Linked DNA regions of Mus musculus: all the other regions are linked to region 1. Evidence: chromatin contacts called from public HiChIP or PLAC-seq and promoter capture Hi-C data. All regions are on one chromosome and are shown on one strand. The core of a region is the stretch at or near the end of the contact, and the rest is flanking DNA. Distances in the headings are between cores, read along the strand shown. Region 1 holds the start of Ebf3 (early B cell factor 3). Region 2 holds the start of Insyn2a (inhibitory synaptic factor 2A). Region 3 holds the start of Nkx6-2 (NK6 homeobox 2).

Region 1 (2,814 bases), core at 80-2,579:
TTGTAGTGAATGCCGTTGTTGGTTTTCTCGTTGTTCGGCTCCTGAAAGCAACGATAAATAATTGCATTTAGCGTGGCCGCGTCTGGCGCGGTCACCGCGCTCGGTCCCCCTCCAGGACCGAGGCCCCTCGGCCTCACACGCTGCAGGCAGGATTCCTGGCTCGCAGCTACGCGGTGATGTCACTTTTCCTGCCGCAAGCCCAGCGTTCCCCCTCGCCCCCAGTGAGTCCGAGGGCACAGAGAAGTTGTTCGGCCCTTGGCGGGGCCTGTGCGACCGCACGTGGCGGCGGGGTCGCCCGGCGGAGCGCTCCCGCCACCGAGGGGGGCACTCGGACCCCATGCGCGGGCACCAACTGCCCCCTACTCCTGGAGAGGGAGGGTGCGATCGCCGGTGTACACTTACTTTCTCTTTCTCCACAAAGTCCACAAAAGCGGTCCTTTCGATCTCCACCGGCTGCCCCTGCCTGTCGTAGAGCGCCAGCACGAAGTGGAAGAAATTGGATTTCCGGAGGTTGGAAGGAGGCTGCTTCTCGAAGTGCGCCCGCGCCAGCCCCACGCCGCTGCAGGAGGAAAGGGACAGCGGCCCGGTGAGCAGCGCGGCGCTGGCCGGAGGAGGGGGCCGGGCCGGGCCGGGGCCAAGGCGCGCGGGGGCGGCCGGTACGTACCTCTGGGCGGCCGTGTTGGCGTCCACCACGCCTGCCGTGTGCATCCACGAGCGCACCGGGTTCATGCCGCTGCCCAGCGGCTCCTCCTTCATGGTCGTCCCCCCGCGCGGAATATTCTCCTGAATCCCAAACATGAACACTGCTGGCGGCGGCCGCGACTCCCGGCCGAAAGCGCGTCCGCGGTCGGCGGCGCTCGGGGCTCGGCGGCAGGAGGCTGCCCTGGCCGCCCTGGCCCTGCTCGGCGCCTGCGGTGCGGCCCGCCGCCGGCTTCAGCCCGTCCCGGGCAGGCGCCGCATACACCGGCGGCCGGGCGCTGCGGACGGCCGGGGACGCGGGCGGGCTGCACCGGTGGCGACGCGACGCTTCGGAGGAGCAGGGCGCGGTGGACGCGGTGGCCGCGGCGGCGCTTGTTGTTGTTGTTGTTTGCAGGCGCGCTCAACGTGGTGTCATCCTAGCCAGGCGGCGTCCGCGGCTGCAGGACACTGCGGGATCGCCCGCTTCTGGCGCGGCCCGCCTGCTCCAAAGACAAATAAACGGGGCAGTGAGTGCCGCGGCGCAGTCCCGGGCGCAGGCGGGGCGCGGCGGGGCCTGGAGCGGCGCGCGCAGCGGACGGAGGCGCACAAAACTCAGCCCTCTCTCCCCGAGGAATGGACCCTTTCCCGGGAGCCAAAACTCGAAGCCCCCGGGAGCGGCGCTGTCAGAGGGTGACGTCGGGGGGCGGCGCCTGCGCCATATATGGGAGCGGCCGCCCCTCGCCGCGCCCCTCGCCGCCGCCGCCGCCGCGCTCGCCGACTGACTGCCTGACGGCGCCGCGAGCCGGCCCGAGCCCCGCGAGCCCAGCGAGCCCCGCCGCCTCCGAGCGCCACCGAGCGCCACCACCGCCCCCGGCCACGCGCCACGGCTCCACAAGCCCAGCCGCGGCCGAGGAAGTTACCACCCGCTCAAATAAATCTCGCAAAGAAGCGAGCGCAGCCAGTGCATAAGTGCTGCTTGGCCCGTTATACCTGCCCACAAGACCTGCCACACAGTCAAAACACCGTGGGTCGGAGGAGGAGCGCCCCAAGTCGCCCACACGCATGCAATAAATACCAGGGCAGCACTGGCTCTGGGGTGTCCCAAAGAGAACAGCAGGAAGAGGCTGGAAAGGCGCGCGGGAGGAGATTCCAGGAGAGGGAGGGACAACAAGGGGCTGGGAGAAGAGGGTACCTAATGCCCCTTCTAGGGATCCACACTCCCTGCCGCCACCAGGGCAAGAGGCGCAGCTCAGTCTGATTTCTAGGCAGACCTAAGGCTGCTGAAGGGCCAGTGTGCCCACATCTGAGCCCCGCTGGGTGTCCCATGCTTTCTACCCCGGCAAAGCCTGCTGAATACAGGGCCGGGGTCCACGTCGGAGACAGGTTCCTCCAGATGCCCCCTCTCCCTCCGGTGGCCACAGGAGTTTCGGGTCCCTGGCCTGTTCTTGGGTGCGGCAGTGACAAAGAAGGCTGGGCCCTCTCTGGGCCGACGGAAAGAGCGCTCAGCCTCTCCGGCGACCCGGAGCTGGTGTCCAGCCTGTTACATGGTCCGTGCGGTGGCCAGATCTCCCCACCTCCAACCGCCTGAAAAGCAGAGCAGACACTGCGGGCGCCAGGGACCCTGCCCTCTGCGCCTCCCAGCCTGGGTGAGCGCGCGCCCTGCGGCTTCCCGACCTGGTTTCGAGGAACCGGGAGGGCAGCTGGGAGCCGGCAGCGCGTGGGCTCGGAGGCCCAGCTCGGGAGGCCCGGATTCGGTTCCCAGGCGCTCGGCCCACCCAAAGGAGATCTGTGCGACGCGCGACAGAGGCCCAAGGGACGACCTGGAGATGTCCCAGGCTCTTTCCTGCCACGAGAAATAAGGCCCTTCTGGTTTTAAAAGAAGAAGAAAAAGAAAAGGTTTCTGGGCGCAAGTGTCGCAGGGCAGCCTCTTCCCGCCGGGCCTGGGGTAGCTCTTCCTTTTTTTGTGAATTGGTGGTGTGTGTGCGTTAATATTTTAATTAATCGGGAAAATCGAAGTCCGATTTACGTTATCTGGGGACCCCCCACACGCTACTTGGAAGGGGTGAGAGAAAAGATGTGCTGGAAAGCAATCTATTTTGCTGGTGTTGGGGGTTAATGACTATTGCCAAAGATAAG
Region 2 (2,814 bases), core at 157-2,656, 2.4 Mb before region 1:
CCTCACTAGCTCCCTAGGATCCGCAGCATCGGTTGGTTTCCCACGATTGTGCAGGTCAGGCATGTGCACTCGGAAGCTCAGCGGGGTGCAGACCCCAGCTCAGAGAAGGTGCCTATACCCGTAACCAAGAGAAGAGACCAACATTTCACGTGGGCATTTTTTGCCTTCTCTCCTGCTTCGGTCTTTGCTCAACAGCAGGCGGCAGGGCCCCTCTGCTCAGACTTATTCCCCCCATCTCCCTGAAGTTAATCAGCTGTACTGTACTTGGCAGTTCGCTTTAGTTTGGATAATACTTTCAAAACCTCGAACGTTCCAGGGAGATGGTCGTCCCCAGAGCCCCCAACCCCCTCCCGCCCAGTTCTGCCTGGCCAAGGATGTCCTGTGCTCACAAGGCTGTGGCGTTTGTCTAGAATAGACATCATATTCCCGCTCCTCCAAGACTGTAGCCAAAGTTGCCAGATGCCCCTGGGCGACTAGGTCCTGCCAGATGCAGTTGCGTAACCTCGCCCCCCACCTTCGCCGCTGCCCGCCACCGGGTCTACACTGGGCTACACCCGCCGTCCCGGACCTAGGCGAAGCCAGTTTAGGGGCTATTGCGTGCGCAAGAGCCAGGGTCTGCGCCCATCTGCCAGCGGTCAAGTACAGAGGGCTTGGGGTGCAGGAGGAGGGCATGCTGGGCTCTGCTTACCTTTGGCTGCTTACTGATAAGTGGAGGTCGGTGCAGCGCCTGGCTCGGGCATGTCTTGCCGCGGACCCTGGCAAGCCTGGCGCGGCACGGAGCACTCGGGGCAGAGCATCCACGGCAAGGATCTCCGGGCTCGCGCTGAAGGAGGCTCGGCTCCGGAGACTTGGCCAGCTGCGTGCCCGCCGCCCGCCCCCTCCACTGCCACGGGCCCGGCCCGCCCGGCCCGGCCGGCCCCCGCGCCGCAGCTCGAGTCCCTTCGGCTCCTGCTCAGCGACGCGCACGGGGAGGCAGTGGTTCGGCCGGCTCCGGGGACGCCCGCGCGCTCGCCCGATCGCGGCGCGGCGGAGCCAGCCACAGCCACCCGGCTCCGTGCTCCTCAGATGTCCTCATTTACTGCAATTGTCTTCGGCGAGATCCGGGAGCCGGGGCCGGGAGGAGGGGGCGGAGACGGGGAGGGAGCGGGAGGGGAGTCCTGGCCGAGGCACCAGGTCCCGGCTACTCTATGCAGCCGAGCGGCCAGAGGACTGAAGAGAGGGCACCGGGAGCTGCGCGCCAGTCGCCTGTGCGCTCGCCTGCCACCGAGGCGGGCGGAGCCCCGGGGCCCGTGGGGCGGGGGTGGGGCGGGGGCGGGCCAGGCCGCGTGCGTGGGGCGGGGGCCGGGCGCGTGAAGGAGCCCCTCCAGCCAGAGACGGATCGCGGGCAAGAGGAGGAGGAGGAGAAGGAGGAGGTGCTGGAAGCAGCCGCTGGCTGCTGCCTGTGCGCGGAGCTCCTCAGCCACATTCCTAGGGTTTCTGAGCTGCAGGCGGCGCTGCGGGGCCCCTGGAACTTGTTGAGTCTACCTAGGAGCCACCTCAGGCAGGCACGGGGACCCTATTGATTTCTTCTTCAGGAGTGGGGCTGTCTATAGGAAACCCTGCTTGATGGCTTTCTGTGGTGTCAACCAGCCTACCCCTGCTGGGTAGTTAATACCCTAGATGGGAGTGGACATCTGGGCAAGGCGCCCGCCCCCTCACCTGCAGATGTGTCTTTGGAGAGACTAGGGATGAAGGTTTCTCTTGCATTTTTTTACGTTTGTAACCAACCAGGAGTCTGTCCCTCAAATAAGGATTTGAAACGCAGACCTGTTTATTGGCCTAGGGACAAAGTAGAGAGTGTCTGCCTGCCTATCAGCTCTGTTGCATCCTGATAATTTGTGGACATGTCAGAGCAGGCATCTCCACTGTTCCTCATCTGGACCTCCTAGTCCCTCTGCCCCTCACCCCCCTAGAGAGGCAGTGGGAGATTGTGTTTGTTTTGATCAGAGTTAAATAAACTCGGAAAAGAGATTTCTTTAGCATGAACAGAGGACAATTCCCAGCATATACCCCAAACTCCACCAGAGTCTTGTGAGCTCTCTGATGCAGGTTCAGGGTCTTCCCCGATGCCTAGCAGGGCTGAGGAGCAGACACTGGGACTAAGTATTCTTGCATACAGGTCTCCCAGCCCTACCTGAGACATACTGGAAAGTAGCCCCCACCGATAACATGGTGGTAAGCTTTGGCCAATGAACTGGGATTCAGATGGGAAATGCTCTTAATCACCCACCCCTACAAGCACACCTTTCAGACAGAAGACAGGCTCTGGTTTGTTTCTATGTATCCTTTTATCCCTGTATCCCATCTTAGTATTCCAGGCCACTCCATTGCTCTATCCTCATACAGTGGGCTGATAGAGCCCAGCTCTCTGTTTTATATATACTTTCAGCTCTTTCAAAGGGCTTTCTGTAAGATACTGCATTGTCTATGTAGGATGATGTGTCCACACGTTTCAGGAGGAGGTCATTCTAAAATATCTTCCCTTTGCATGGAGAGAGCACCAAGCCTGAGGAACCCAGACTCTGTCCCTCCCACTCTTTAAAATGCCCCTTAGGACCCAGATTCTCCCAATTCTGATTGCCAGCCCATTTATGTCTTTAGGCCTGGAGGCGGCTGGGATCTGGCTGGGGAAAGGGCCTGTGTGCCGGCTGCTTTTATGTCAACTTGATTCAAATTGGAGTTATCTGAGAGGAAGGAACCTCAATTGAGAAAATGCACCCATAAGACCCAGCTGAAAGGCATTTTCTTAATTAGCAATTGATGGGGGAGGGCCCA
Region 3 (2,814 bases), core at 115-2,614, 2.3 Mb after region 1:
CTCACAAGGCGTCCCCCGCGCTGCCACCACACGGGCTAACGAGCGCCAAGTTCGAGGGTTTGTGCTTTTTGAGAAGCCGCGTGATCTTCTCGTCATCGGAGTTGGGGTCCAGGGGCCGGTTGTATTCGTCATCGTCCTCCGCGTCTGAGCCACCCACCTTCAGCTTCTCGGCATCCGAGTCTTGCTTCTTTTTAGCCGACGCCATCTCTGCCGCGTGCCGCTTGCGCCACTTGGTCCGCCGATTCTGGAACCACACCTGGGGGTTTGGGGGAGGGATCATCAGACGGGCACCGAGGCTCGCCTCACCCGACCAGCACTCCGGACCCGCCTGGCGCCAGCGCTTTCCGCGGTCCGGCCGCAGCCGAACCGCCGCTCGCCGGCCGTTCGCAGGACGCGGACTCCGGGCCCCGCCTCAATACTGCTGGACCCCGGCCCATTTCGAGCTCACCTTCACTTGGCTCTCGGTCATGCCCAGAGAGTAGGCAAGCCGCGCGCGCTCTGGGCCTGCCAAATACTTGGTCTGCTCGAAAGTCTTCTCCAGCGCGAAGATCTGCTGGCCGGAGAAAGTCGGCCGCGAGTGTTTCTTCTTGCCATCCTTATCCAGGACCCCGCCGGCTTGGGCTGCGAAGAAGAGCCAGTGAGCGCAGTCCGAGGCCCGCGCCCAGCCCCTCTCCTTACCGAATCCCGCGCGGGCCACTTACCGGAGCCGGCCAGTCGCGGGTCCCTCCAGGGAGAGCCCTGCACCACCCCAGGCCAGAAGATGGGCGGGCGCCCAGGCAGTTCCGCCAGCGGCTTGGGGTAGCCCCGAGCCACGGCGGCTGCGGGCCCGAAGTAGACACCTGCAGACGAGGCGAGCCCGTTGAGACGGGGCAGACTTCCTAGGAGGCCGCCACCCGCTGCGCCCACCGGCCGTCCCAGGATGTCGCTGATGCCGTGCGGAGTGCCTAGAGGCAACTGCGCGCCAAGGCTGCCTAGGGCGGGTGTCTTGAAGCCCGCCGGGCCCTGCAGCGCGTAGGGGAACAGCGACGTCTTCATCTCAGCCATGTTGTGCAGCGCGGCTAAAGGCGCGCTGCTCAGCACAAACGCACCCGGGCGGTTAGCGTCCATGGGCGCCGCCGCCTCCGACCCGGGCGCCCATCCGGGCCCCGCTGCCACCGCCCGCACCCGCCGGCTCGGGAAGTTTGCGCGCGGCGCCGAAGAGCGCCGGCTACGCTGGGACGGGTGGACCGCGTTTCAAACGAACGCCGACGGCCCCTACGGGAAAGCGAGAGGACCGACGGCTGTTGCGCTGAATGGGCGGCGGTCAGAGAGAAGGCAGGGATACTAAGGGCGGCGGGAGCGGCAGTGGCGGCTCCGGGGCAGGTCGGAGCGGCGCCGCGCGGGATGGACGCACTGATAACCGCGGGGCCTGGGCGCGGCGCGCGCGCTGATTGGCTGAAGGCACTGGCGACCAGGCCATTGGCCAGCGTCCGGCCCGTCTGCGCGCGCCCCCGCCGGCCATGCACTCCATGAAGGGCCCATTAGCGAGGCAGGTGCCTCCGGGACTGTAAATTTGCCCCCTGATTTATCTCCCTAGAGATGAAATAAATCCCGTTGGATGGGAGTTTAGTTAGGCAAAGGTTTTAATGGGAAAATCAGGAAAAAATACGAGAACATATTTTATCGACCGAAAGAATGTAGATTTCAAGATCCACTCCGAAAGCTCAAGCTCAGTATGCTTAGTTCAGGGAAGAGCCTGGGACGGCTGGACGCCACAGGTCAGGGCACTCCATCTTGGATCAGGGCCCAAGCCCTGTACTGGGGTTCCTTCTCCTTCCCAGCTCGTGGTGGTGTGGGCTGTTGTGAACTTGTGGGTATAACTTTTCTGGGTGGATTTTGAACGAAAAAGGGTGGACTCTAGGGACCAGATAGATTTGGCTTCCTCAGATCTGCCAAACTCTGCCAACTGAACTCACTGACTTTAGATGGCTCCAGGCAACCGGTGACCTTACTACCACACACACACACACACACACAACCTATGCTGTCCTCCCGTTCTGAAATCCTTGAAGTTGGGTTGGGGTATCTGGGAGAGGCTAGGCCGTCCCCCTTGAACTTTTATGCTTATTAGGCACTCACCTAGGAGGTTACCCGTGTCCAGACTTTGAGGCCCAGGACCAGAATTCTCCTGCTTATTGCTTTCTGGCAAGCTGGACCTCGGGCCAGAATGCAGCGGTTTTGGAATTCAAGAACCAGGACGAAAGGATCACCTTACTCACTGACTTCGGCTGGGTATGCGTTTGCAGTCTAGCGGACAGAGCACTGGCTATAGACCCGGCCTGTAGAGCCCACTAGGCCTTAATTTCTTTTCTAGTACAGGGGCCTCTCACTCCATAAAATTGTTGGGCAGTTAACTGAAGTTGCAGCCACCTAGTGCGGCGGCGCACAGCAGGATCCGAGAAGGTAGCACGCTGGCGCTTATTTCTTTCCTCCTCTTGAGCAGTGCTTACTGTTAACCTCATAATACCTAGTACTGATTGTGATACAACCTGTGGAAATAGAATCTACTGTTTCCGGTCCTGGCGATTTAAGCAGAGGCCCTGTGCAGTTTGTTAATAACGACTTTCCCCTTTTGCCCTGGTCTCCAAGGTTTCTGTCTTACGGGCAAAAGTGATCCTAAAGGCTTCACGTAGGGGCCTAACGTCCACTGCTGCTGGTCCTCTTAGAAGTTCAGTTTCGTTTTTTAACAGTTAGTGTGGGGTCTTTACGCCACGCGTCTCCATCAGGTCAAGGCTTGGAAAGCCACTTTATGGCGGGAACTGGAAATAAGTGCTG

Evidence for each region. Promoter capture Hi-C pulls out the DNA fragments that hold promoters and counts their contacts. HiChIP or PLAC-seq counts read pairs in DNA pulled down with a chosen protein or histone mark.
Region 2: a promoter capture Hi-C map of hippocampal neurons shows a contact between it and region 1, with 4 times the contacts expected there. The contact joins the promoter of Insyn2a here to the promoter of Ebf3 in region 1.
Region 3: a contact with region 1 is called in an H3K27ac HiChIP or PLAC-seq map of embryonic stem cells, with 10 times the contacts expected there. The contact joins the promoter of Nkx6-2 here to the promoter of Ebf3 in region 1. A contact is called at or near these places in 5 of 39 promoter capture datasets (embryonic stem cells, hippocampal neurons and pre-B cells), 15 of 484 Hi-C or Micro-C datasets (B cells, LSK cells, embryonic stem cells and 1 more), 7 of 115 datasets of contacts at active chromatin or transcription factors (embryonic stem cells and stem cell-derived neural progenitor cells) and 1 of 9 other capture datasets (embryonic stem cells).

Annotation. Positions count from the first base shown.
Region 1 is chr7:137,313,116-137,315,929 of GRCm38.p6, forward strand. Ebf3 (early B cell factor 3) reads right to left here and starts at 1,330. Exons shown (of 16, transcript NM_001113414.1): 1 at 665-1,330; 2 at 403-559; 3 at 1-41. The coding sequence starts at 798.
Region 2 is chr7:134,937,024-134,939,837 of GRCm38.p6, forward strand. It overlaps Insyn2a (inhibitory synaptic factor 2A), which reads right to left and starts at 1,407. Exons shown (of 4, transcript NM_001143802.1): 1 at 689-1,407. The region is part of intron 27 of Dock1 (dedicator of cytokinesis 1); the gene reads left to right.
Region 3 is chr7:139,581,433-139,584,246 of GRCm38.p6, forward strand. It overlaps Nkx6-2 (NK6 homeobox 2), which reads right to left and starts at 1,365. Exons shown (of 3, transcript NM_183248.3): 1 at 702-1,365; 2 at 449-621; 3 at 1-256. The coding sequence starts at 1,107. The coding sequence ends at 2. Gm33031 (a long non-coding RNA gene) reads left to right here and starts at 1,364. Exons shown (of 7, transcript XR_003946896.1): 1 at 1,364-2,814.